Linked DNA regions of Anser cygnoides: regions 1 and 2 are each linked to region 3. A link is a contact called in public Hi-C data. All regions are on one chromosome and are shown on one strand. The core of a region is the stretch at or near the end of the contact, and the rest is flanking DNA. Distances in the headings are between cores, read along the strand shown. Region 1 overlaps LOC106034489. Region 2 overlaps FN1 (fibronectin 1). Region 3 holds the start of FN1 (fibronectin 1).

Region 1 (3,109 bases), core at 562-3,061, 36 kb after region 3:
AGTAAATGTGACCTTTAGCATTTTTGCTAGGCTGATCCTGCCTACCAGTGTCCCCTTGCTCTTGACAGGTACCACTGGCTGTGCTGGGCTAGCCCAAACGCAGTGCTGGCATACTTTACATCACAGGACCTGGTGAGATTTGGTATCAAACTCCCCTGGCTGTAAGAGGACCGTGGTGAATGTAAGCATTTCCTAAGCTGGGAGGAATGTCAGTCATTCAGGGCCTGCCACTTCCAATAAGCATGTGCGGCTCAAATCCACATATGGTTTAATTGTGGGCTTGAATTAAAACAGAAATCCTGAATGAAAGCGACTAATTCCACTTTGAAATTTGACAAAAGACATTGATTTTGCTAAAAGGAAACACATTTCCACAGTCAGGGCTCTCCACCGAGCCTGATAGTGTGGCTCAGCCTGCAGGACTGCTTAGATAACGCTGGCATATGTGGTGGAAGGAAGATGTGCACCAATTTGTACCAAAAAGGTGCTTTTTATTTGGGAAAGGAATGGTTACTACACTGAGCCTCTTACAGAGCAACGGTGTGAGCATCTGAGTGTCCCCACTCACTCGTGTCCCAGCCTTGGTTTGTGGGGAGCGTGGGGAATACCTGTGGCCTGCCAGATGCAGTTGGAGCTTGCTGAATGGATCAAGAAACTGAGTCCACAAGATTATAGAGCTTAGCACTGAGCTCTCAGTCCCTGGGTCTGCCCAGAGTAAGTGTTGTCTGTGCGGGTGGTGCTCAGTGGGCACAGCCTGCCTGTTCCACAGTGGTTGAACACAACCACCTGCTATCTGCTGCTTTCCCAAAGCACTGCTGCAGATGCACCTGGAAATGGCAGCAGCCCAGCCTCGAGCAGCTGCATGCTGAGTACACACCTGGCTTGCAGCTCTGCATCAGTTCTTACTAAAGCAACAGCATGTCCTGGTGATGCTGCAGTGTTCGTGAAGTGGAGCCTGGTGAAGCTGGACCCTGCCCATTATACCTGGTGGCTGCAGAAATGGGGTGGAAGGGCTGTCCCTGCTGTCAAAGGCACTTAGCATATGACTAGTCCTGCTAGAGCCTTGCTGACCCTCAAAAGCGGTGCAGTAAACAGTGTCATCTGCTTTTCAGATCATAATCTGGTGCCTTTTTGTTCCTGGAGCTGCAGGGGAGCTCGGCCCTTACCTGTGGGCAATATTCAGGCTGAGATTAGCATACAGATGATGGAGGGAAGAAAACCTGAGGGAAGCTTAAGCAGTGCCTAGCTCTTGCTCTGACCCTTGATTTCCCCTGCCTGATAAGAGCTAGCTTCCTCCTCCCACAGAAAACTCAAACAGCAGCTAGTTATACAGTAATGGAGATTAAGGAAAAGGAATTTAAAGAGCTCAACCTTCTGGAAAGTCTATTGTTTAATCCTGGTTTTGCACTTGCTATCGTAGCTCACCTGAGTTTATTCCAAACCAGTGAAGGTGTGCTGCCAATACACGGGTCATTAACTTGCAAACCATGCTGAAAGGTGCGGAGTTGAGCGTATTATTCTTTATTTTTTCACCTTCAACAAGGATGTTTGGAGTATCTTTGACAGGCAGAAAGCAGGGCTGCTCACTGACTTGAAGCTGCTTGGCGAAAGCTGATGGGACTGGTCTGCAGGGAGGTATTTGGAAGACCTTTAGGCTGCGTGGGATGCCTCTAACAGGCCACAGCAGTTATTCAGATTCACAAGATGATAAGATTCTGAGATTTTTCCTCCAGCTGTATGCTAATACTTTCCCTCTAGTATTGTCCCCTCCAGCTTGCTTGATACCGACTCTGCAGCCACCAGGCTGTGAAATCTTGCAGTGCTCTGAGCTTTGCTGTGCAAAACCTGCAAGATGCAAGTGGTGGTCAGAGCAGTGGTTCCCCTGGAGGGTTGCTGAGTTATGGAAAATTATGAGCAACCATCCCTGGCAGAGGCTGGATTGCTTGCAGGAGGCAAGGCTTTGACTTGCCAGCCTCTTGATAAATACCCCACACGGTATGCTTTTTGTTTGGAGAAGAGATGTAAACTCCAGTCCTGGTCAAATTTTAACTTAGCCTGTTGCATTCTGCCTTTCTCTCTACCTTGAACTCTTATTTAAATGCTATGGCTTTATTTCTTTTTTTTTCCTGTGGAACAGAGCTGCTGAGCAACTTTAGAGTGATCTTTATTCAGTGCTGTATTAGAGCTCTTCTTAATGCAAGCTCACTTCTGCAAGCAAACTGGTGACTAATTTAAAATAAACGAATAATCTCACTGAGTTGGGAATATTCTTACGAACGAAAAACCCTCAGGGATTTTCTGGGATTTGAATTTGTTCCACATGTAAAGCTCTATGGGAAGGAAGAAAGTTTGTGTAAATGCACAATTAGAAATGTTTGTTTGTGTTTACACAAAATACATTCCTTAAGTTAAAAGGATACCTTTGTTTTGTAGCTTAATGTAAATGATTTGTTATGTGTATTTTCAAATATCCTATTTTCTAAGCTGACTTTTGATTTCTAACTATATGAACCCATAACTGAAAGCATTCTTTTGTGTTGCTAAGAGAAAAACATACAAACAGCAAAGCGAAGTAAGTACACTCAGTTTAACTATTCAGCAGAAAGCTACGTTACGTCTGAAACTAAATGGAAGCCTGTCTCTCTTCTCCATTTCTGGTGTGCTTAAGTATTTCATGAAGTAACAGGTAAGGTTTTTGGAGAGAGCATAATTAAGGCTGTGCACTTTAAGGTAATGATAAATGGGGTTTATAGAGCTGCACATGGTACATGTCTCAAAATGGTGTGACTGCAGAGCTGAGCAGTTTTAATCAACTCCGAATTCACGGCCATATCCTGTGCTGTATTATTTGATCTTAGATACTATTCCAGCTATGGTGGTGGTGTATTTATACACATCCACAATGGTCTTCTTACGAATGTCATTATAAATAAACAGAAGCAGGAGTTATTTTAAGTCTGAAATGCACAAGTCATCCACCCCAGTGCCTTTGGTTACACTGCAGACAGCAGTTTTGGAAGGAATAATCCTAAAGGCTCAGAGGGAATGTTGTATTGTCTGTAATGTGGCTTTTGTCTGAGATGCGTGCGCTTCACTCTTGGATTTTAAT
Region 2 (3,515 bases), core at 680-3,179, 35 kb before region 3:
GCCAGTGATGGTAGCAGTGGACACGGTGCCAGGGACTGTAAACTCCTGTACAGGGCTGCTTCCACCTGAAGAGGATGGGGTGGAAAAAGAAGTGTAATGGATCTCTTCAAGTATACATTTTCAATCATAAAAAAAACCACAAGACAATCTTATATGCATTAAGTTGAAGAGAGGATGATGTTGATTTCAGTGAATTTTGCGTCAGTTTTTTTCGGTCCAACCCAATGAAAAATTAAATATGCACACAGAACCACCTCTAAAATGACTGGAGTGCTCCAAATGCTCCTTTTTGCAGGGGGCAGATGAAGATAATTTGTTCTCCTGCAAAAATAAACCTTGTATTTGACAATCTTCTTTAAACATGCTGCAAAGATCTTAAAGAGAGGGGTTTTTGTCTGCTGCAGTCAAACTTGTCTTTGCAATTTGCTGTGGCTTTCCGATAGCCTCAGACTAGATCTGCTGGTCTGCAACTGCCAGAGCAGCTTGCCCTCACCTGTTTCACCATAAGTGATCCGGTAGTATCTGACTGTCACTGCAGGAGCATCCCAGGAGATCACAAGGCTGGTTGGGCTGGTGGGGGTAACTTCCAGGTCCCTTGGAACATCAGACACTAGAAACAGAAGTGAGAGGGAGTCTGAACACAACATACATCAGTACAGATCACACCCATCACACTGTACTTCTCTGCTTCTCATCTGTCTTAGTTCTAGCACCGCGCACACATCTACAAGTGATGTATCATATCTGGTTTTAACAGCATCTACCTCACTAAAGGACACCCCAAATCCTCAAGGCAACTTTTAGTCAGCTTACTCGTCCCTCAAGGCTTGCCTGTTGTTTGCTGGCCGACCAAGGGCACGCTCTCCTCCCTGCCGTTGACAGCAATGATGCTGACCACATACTCGGTCCCTGGGAGCAGGTTGGTAAGAGTGATGGAGTTCCGCGAGGGGGGCACGCGGTCCTCCTTGGGCTTGCTGGGACCATGCTCTGGGTGATACCGGATTCTGTAGCCGGTGATGGTGGCACGAGGAGCAATCCAGTGGACGGTGAAAGAGTTGGCAGTTATATCCGAGAAGTCAAGGCCAGTGGGGGAATCGAGACCTGGGTATTTCAAAGAGACAAGAGACTGAGCTCAGCTGAACAACTAATCATCACCACTGTCTTGTTGCATGAAGCTCAGTACCATGACCCTGCCGTATCTTAAGCCAAATGCTATTCAGCTGTGGAACTAAGCACACACATGTTCAGGATCAAAGCAAGATAAACAAGTGCTGGAACACAACTGCAGGAAAGTGTATGGCAACTTTGGTCAACATCTGAAGTCTTCTCTAAATAACCAGTCTGACTTGTTTTAATATTTGTTCTTACACAGACAACACAACATAAAGCAGCACACAACCAGCAAGCTCTGTTACAGCTGTAAAACAAAAGTCACCGACGGATACAATAGGCTCTGCCTAGGCTCGTTCTCAGGCACACATGACTGGTACATTCACATGAGGGTCTATGATGCTCTATTTAGAACCAGAAGTTGTAGTTCACACCGAATGAGATATTAGACGTCCTAGTATTTCCCAAGTTGTGGATTTGCATTGCTCTTTGATATCTATCTGACGGTCTGTCAACAAGGTGACCACACAAGCAAGGGCAGCAAGATCAACTTAATGGATGGCACTAATTAATGCATTAAGCATGTCTTATGCGTTGTCTAAGTACCTGTTTTCTGGATTCCAGACAAAGGTGCACTCTCATGTTGCTCAGAAACACTGTAGACTCTCACAAGATATTCAGTACCAGGGAGCAGATCTGTGGAGTTTAAGTAAAGGGGTTTAGACAGATTTCTTTACTAATGACTAGAAGTCACTTAAAAAGCTATGCAATTTTAATTGTGTTTATGGGGATAATCGGGTTTTACCTGATGGAAGATCTGAGCCTTCGTGACAGTCAAACTCAAATCTTTTTTTGTGGCATTACTGTTGCCAGAAATGTTTTAGCCTGAAGGAGCACAGTATCCTGTATCACTGTGTTCTTAAGTTGTGGGGACTGGCTAGAAGCAATGAGTTTTCATCACAGCCCCTTCTAGCTATCTAGTTATGTACCAGGGTAAAGCTTTAGCTGATATAAACTGAAACAGAGCTAGGGATTTTCAACACAGCTATTCTAATTTACATGAGCTTCAGATCTGGACCCTTATTCTAAAAAGAGCTATTGTCTTTCACTCAACCAATCCAATTCCAGGATGGGGAAAAAAAACCTTGAAGTAAAACACAACTTTTGCACCAGCAAAAATTAACTCAGTTTTTGAAAAGTGCCCAAGATTTTTTGCCATGTCCCCTGAAGTTCCAAACAGTATTTATCTTCTGGTCCCAAATATACAGAACCAAAGGAACAATGACCTTTGGCACATTCTGATCGCCCCTGCCCGCCCCCCCCCCCCCCCCTCCCCCAAACCTCTGCACTATAGGTCCTTGTCTTCTTTGGCAAACTAAGAGAGTAATATGTATTTACTCTTAATACCTAACCAGGCTGCAAAGCAAAGCAATTACCCCATACTCTGATTCACCACCGTCCTTGGACTGATGGGAAAAGCTTTCCTGTGGTTTGCTTTTAACTTAGTTAAAGCAAGTGGCCAAAATCCACCTGTGTGCGTTTGCATGAGGCTACTTTGACATCAGCTTGTATCAGCTGGGAGTTTGGCCAGTTATACTTAGAGCAAACAGTTTTCTTTTCCCTCATCTTATGCCACATCTCCACCCATATATAAGGGGCCTCTTATATTTGTCTTATGTAATTCTCTTACTTGTTAAGATCACCATGTTGTCAGAGGGTGAAATTGTCAGCTCTGCAACATCTTCATCCTTCTTCACAGGTGAGTAGCGCACCAAGAAGCTGCTCAGCACGATGGAAGTTGGTGCAGTCCACGTCACTCTCATAGTATCAGGCCCCACATTAGTGAAGCGGAGGTCAGTGGGAGGAGGCACAGCTACATAGCAAAGAACAAATATACATTAATCTTCTCTGATACATAAAAGCTGATTGAGACACATGTTTAGGGAGTCACTAGAGAAAATATCTCATGCATAACAGACTACTGTGTCAGATCCATGCAAACAGACTTCTAGACTACATTTGGTTCTACTACAGTTAAGAGAAAAATACGCCTGTACTGCTGTCAGGCTCCTTTAGCCTCCTGGCATTTCCCAATACTTTAAATATACCCTGCGGGGCTAATTTGAAAACAAGGTAGCAAGTTTCAGTAATGTGCTTCTTGCAGCTGGATTTCATATTACACATGTGGAGCCAAGAGAGGTTTAAAGTTGCCATACAGCAGCTTACAGCTGGAAAAGTCATCTCATCTAGAATTCATACATGCACACACAGGAGAGGAGAGGGTATACCACTAATTTCCTATGACTACTTCTACTTGTGTTGAAGGATTTACAGCCTCCGGATTTTCAGACACAATAGGATTTCATGCAAGAACCAGTTTTCAGCTCGCCTTCTGCCCATGCACT
Region 3 (3,461 bases), core at 482-2,981:
GGGGGAACAAACATCCCCCAGAAGCTGTGGGTTTTGTCATGTTAATCCTCCTCATTCTGCCCTGGCAAGAGTTTAAGTATATTAATCCCATATTCTGCAGCAATCCTACTGCAGTCAACAGGGTCGCTTGTGAATTGTTCACACTTGCACGTGCATAAGTGATTCCAGAATTGTTGTGCCAGTGCTGCCACCAGACTTGAGATCTGCAACAGAACAACTTTCTTGACCTCACCACTGGGGAGATGAAGTTAACTGTGCCATACAGGAAACTTGCTATTGGACTGTGAAAGTGTAAAACTTGGAAATCCCTGGAGGGGAAAGAAATGTAGATTAAACCCCCTTTTTATGGAGGAGCAAGGGAACTGAGTACTCCTTCAAATACTTGAGCAGTATTTTACTCAAGCCTCGCCAAACAGATCTCTGGGATGCTCCTATCGGTCTTACGTTAATGTTATCAGCCAGGAACCAGCTTTTCCTCTTGTATCTCTAGAGCAACATAAAGGAATTATAGCAAACCAGTGGCTTCAGACCAATAAAGATAGAGAGTGTGCATCTGATTATCTGAGCTACATTGCATCTCAGAGAGACGCATCTTCCAGCAGACGTTGTATTTAAAGTTTTTTTCTGTTACCTAAACTTTTTCTGCAGGAGACTAAACAATCTCATTTTACACTCAATTACAGCAAGCTCACAGCACGGCTGGGGAGCTGTGGAAAGTTGTAAGTTGAAATATTTTTAAACAAGCTGACGACACTGCACAGCTATGAAAAGTTGGGGTGAAGCAATCAAACTGTACAGAGCCAGAGCTGCAAAGTGACTCCAGATTTGAACTTCCCCGTGCGAGTCGAGGAGTCAGCTCAGTTCGTTATAAAGAAGAGGCTGGCTCCAAAGTTAACGTTTAGATCCAATCCTCCAGAGAGAGGAGTGATGTTTGGCTCAGGGTTCTGGTGGCATGCCCATCTCTAATGAAAAGCATTTCTTAAAATCCCAAGCCAGATCTTCAATGTAAGTGAGCGTAGATCCGTTACTGACCCTAAGTACCAAACTTCAGCTGAAAACCCTGTCTGCCGGTTGTAACCCACCACAGCACCTAGCCTACTTGGCTTCAAGAGCCCTTTGGGGGACTTGGTGCCAAAAAAAACCCCACTACCAACTTACGTTCAGGCTTGCTTTCGCAGTTAAACCCTCTGCTCCCGCCATAGCAGGTACAGACCAGTGTGTTCCCCAGGTAGATGCGCTCCCACTGCTGGTTTATCTGATAGTACCTTCCATTGTCAAAACAGGTCTCTGGGGAGAGAAGAAAGAAGTTTCCCATCAGCGAGACCCCAAAACACGTCTCTGGGCAGGCGAGAGGAGAGAAGAAAGAAGTCTCGCATCGCCGAGACCTCCACCCCGGAGACCCCCACCCGCAGAGGGAAGGCGACCACCGGTGAGAAGCCCCCCCCCCGGGGACCACCCCCTGAGGACGAAACCTGCTGCTAGCCACCCAGCCCTGCCCGCTAGCCCTTTGGTACTCACGCTTGCCCTGCGCTGGGCTGGTTTGGGGCACGGTGGGGGTCTGCGCCTGCCTCCGGCTCTTCCCTCCCCGCCGCTGCCCCGCGCCCCCTCCCGCTGCCACCCCCAGGCAGAGGGCGAGCAGCGCCAGCCGCCACCCGTTTCGGCACGGCATCCTCCGGGCACGGCTCGGCACGGCTCGGCAACAGGGGCTGCTCGCAGGCAGCCCGACGGATGGGGCAGCGGCGCCGCCCGGGCGCTATATAGGGCGGGAGGCACGGGGAGGGGGGGAGCCGCCGCCGCCCCGGAGCCCATTGGACTCGGAGCAGCCGGGGGCCGGCCGGGGGTTGCTGCCACCGCCCTACAGAGCAGAGCACAGCCCGCCCGGCAGCCCTAAAGCAGCCCCAAAAGGGCTGGGGTTCGGCCGGCTGGGGGCTGCCTGCCCCGGGGAGGGGTGTGGGGACGAGAGGAGAGAGGGCTGGGAGGCGGTCGTACCGCTTTGTGGGGCTTTTGGTGGGGCTTTGCAAAATGGCTTAGCAAAATGGCTCTTTTTCTTCTTTTCTTTTCAGAGGGGAAAACTTTTCTTTCTTTAGAGCGACGCTGTAAGCTGATACGCCTCGGTTCAGGAGGAATAATGTTCTGCACGGGGGGAGAAGGTGAGGCGGAACGCGTGTGTGCAGGTTGGAAACAGGAAACCCCAAGTGGAGTTTTGCCTGCTGCTAGTGGCTCAAAGTTAGAAGTTTTCACACCCCCTTTGGAAAAAATGGTGCCACTTATGTTCAAAATAAGTTTAATAGCCTCTTAATCTGATATTTTTTCTTACTCTCCAAAATCAACTCTGAGAACAAAAGAAAAGTGAAAACTTATTAGGCTTTGTACCCCCTTTACATATATGGGATCTTCAGTGTGATGATCTAACTTAACGAGGCTGTATACAAATGTTATCACTCTCTTTTGGCATCTCTGCTGCTTGGGGGGTTCTCTTTTCCCTACGTTGAAGGAAAGCTGCAAGGCAGAGAGCACACACTGTAATGGTGGCCCTAAAGCAGGAAGCTGCTTGGGAGGAAAGCATCGTGCGCTCCCTGCTCTGGTACAGCAGCTGGACCGGTCCTCGAGTTCAGATCGTATAGGAAGGTTGCATTGCTAACCGTTTTCATGATGACTTCACGTGCATACTCCATCTTTGCAAAGGGATTGTTGATCTAATAGTCTGCTCTGGCTCCTGATTTATTAAAACGACTCTGACAAACATGAGCATGAAGTAGCCTACGGTGTTTCCAAGAATCTTAAGCCAAACACCTACAGGTCTCCTTGAGGGTTCTTTAGTGAGTTGGGCACCAAGCTCTAGTCGCACTTAGGGCAAACTGGTTGTATTACCTCACCGAAATGCAGGCAGTAATATCCAGCTTGGGATGGAGACTGTTCCTCTAGGCAGTGTACAGGTCCAGCACATGCGTTGTTCCAGGAAAGCAAATAGTTGTGCTGTCAGGTGTGTCTTTTCTAAGAAATTTCTCTTCCTTCCTATGAGGAACTTCCACAGACCCATTAACATGAGCTTCCCTGCTGAAAGGTTACTGGAAATTGAAACCTGACCTAGCAATTGAGGTGAGCTGTGGTGAGCTAATTCCCATCTTTCCTAATTTTTATTTTTAGATACACTGCACTGCATTTTTATTGAGTTACCAGAGACACATTATCCCTCAAAATAATCACACGACTGAAGTCGCCATAGAGCTTTTGAAGCAGGGCACATCACCGTAATGAGAACCTGCTTTCAAACAGCTTTCCTGCTTTTTTGAGACCTCAGTTATGAAGTGTTGCCCTGAAACGCCAGCTTAAAACAGCTCTGGAATTTTCTGATAAAACCAAGCTGAAAAGAGCATTGTGAGAAGGTGATGCTCTAAGGTTGTTTATAATTGGGTTGTACTTTACCTAATCTACTCCAAAGGAAGCATTACTAAGTGGAA

The links. Hi-C and Micro-C count contacts between places; a contact is called where the count stands out from the background.
Region 1: a Hi-C map of liver shows a contact between it and region 3, with 2.5 times the contacts expected there. The contact joins the enhancer-like site here to the promoter of FN1 in region 3. A contact is called at or near these places in 2 of 7 Hi-C or Micro-C datasets (both in liver).
Region 2: a contact with region 3 is called in a Hi-C map of liver, with 1.6 times the contacts expected there. The contact joins the enhancer-like site here to the promoter of FN1 in region 3. A contact is called at or near these places in 2 of 7 Hi-C or Micro-C datasets (both in liver).

The regions. Positions count from the first base shown.
Region 1 is chr6:10,613,985-10,617,093 of Taihu_goose_T2T_genome, forward strand. The region is part of intron 2 of LOC106034489; the gene reads left to right. Among named protein-coding and RNA genes, the nearest start is that of FN1, 36 kb to the left of the region's middle. Within about 2 kb of position 1,812, at least 2 of the 3 cell types and tissues checked have open chromatin away from gene starts, as enhancers often do. A contact at or near this core is called in liver, where this site is marked.
Region 2 is chr6:10,542,967-10,546,481 of Taihu_goose_T2T_genome, forward strand. FN1 (fibronectin 1) reads right to left here. Exons shown (of 46, transcript XM_048058515.2): 26 at 2,801-2,983; 27 at 1,717-1,806; 28 at 832-1,101; 29 at 494-610; 30 at 1-65. Among named protein-coding and RNA genes, the nearest start is that of FN1, 35 kb to the right of the region's middle. Within about 2 kb of position 1,930, at least 2 of the 3 cell types and tissues checked have open chromatin away from gene starts, as enhancers often do. A contact at or near this core is called in liver, where this site is marked.
Region 3 is chr6:10,577,957-10,581,417 of Taihu_goose_T2T_genome, forward strand. FN1 (fibronectin 1) reads right to left here and starts at 1,732. Exons shown (of 46, transcript XM_048058515.2): 1 at 1,519-1,732; 2 at 1,159-1,287. The coding sequence starts at 1,669.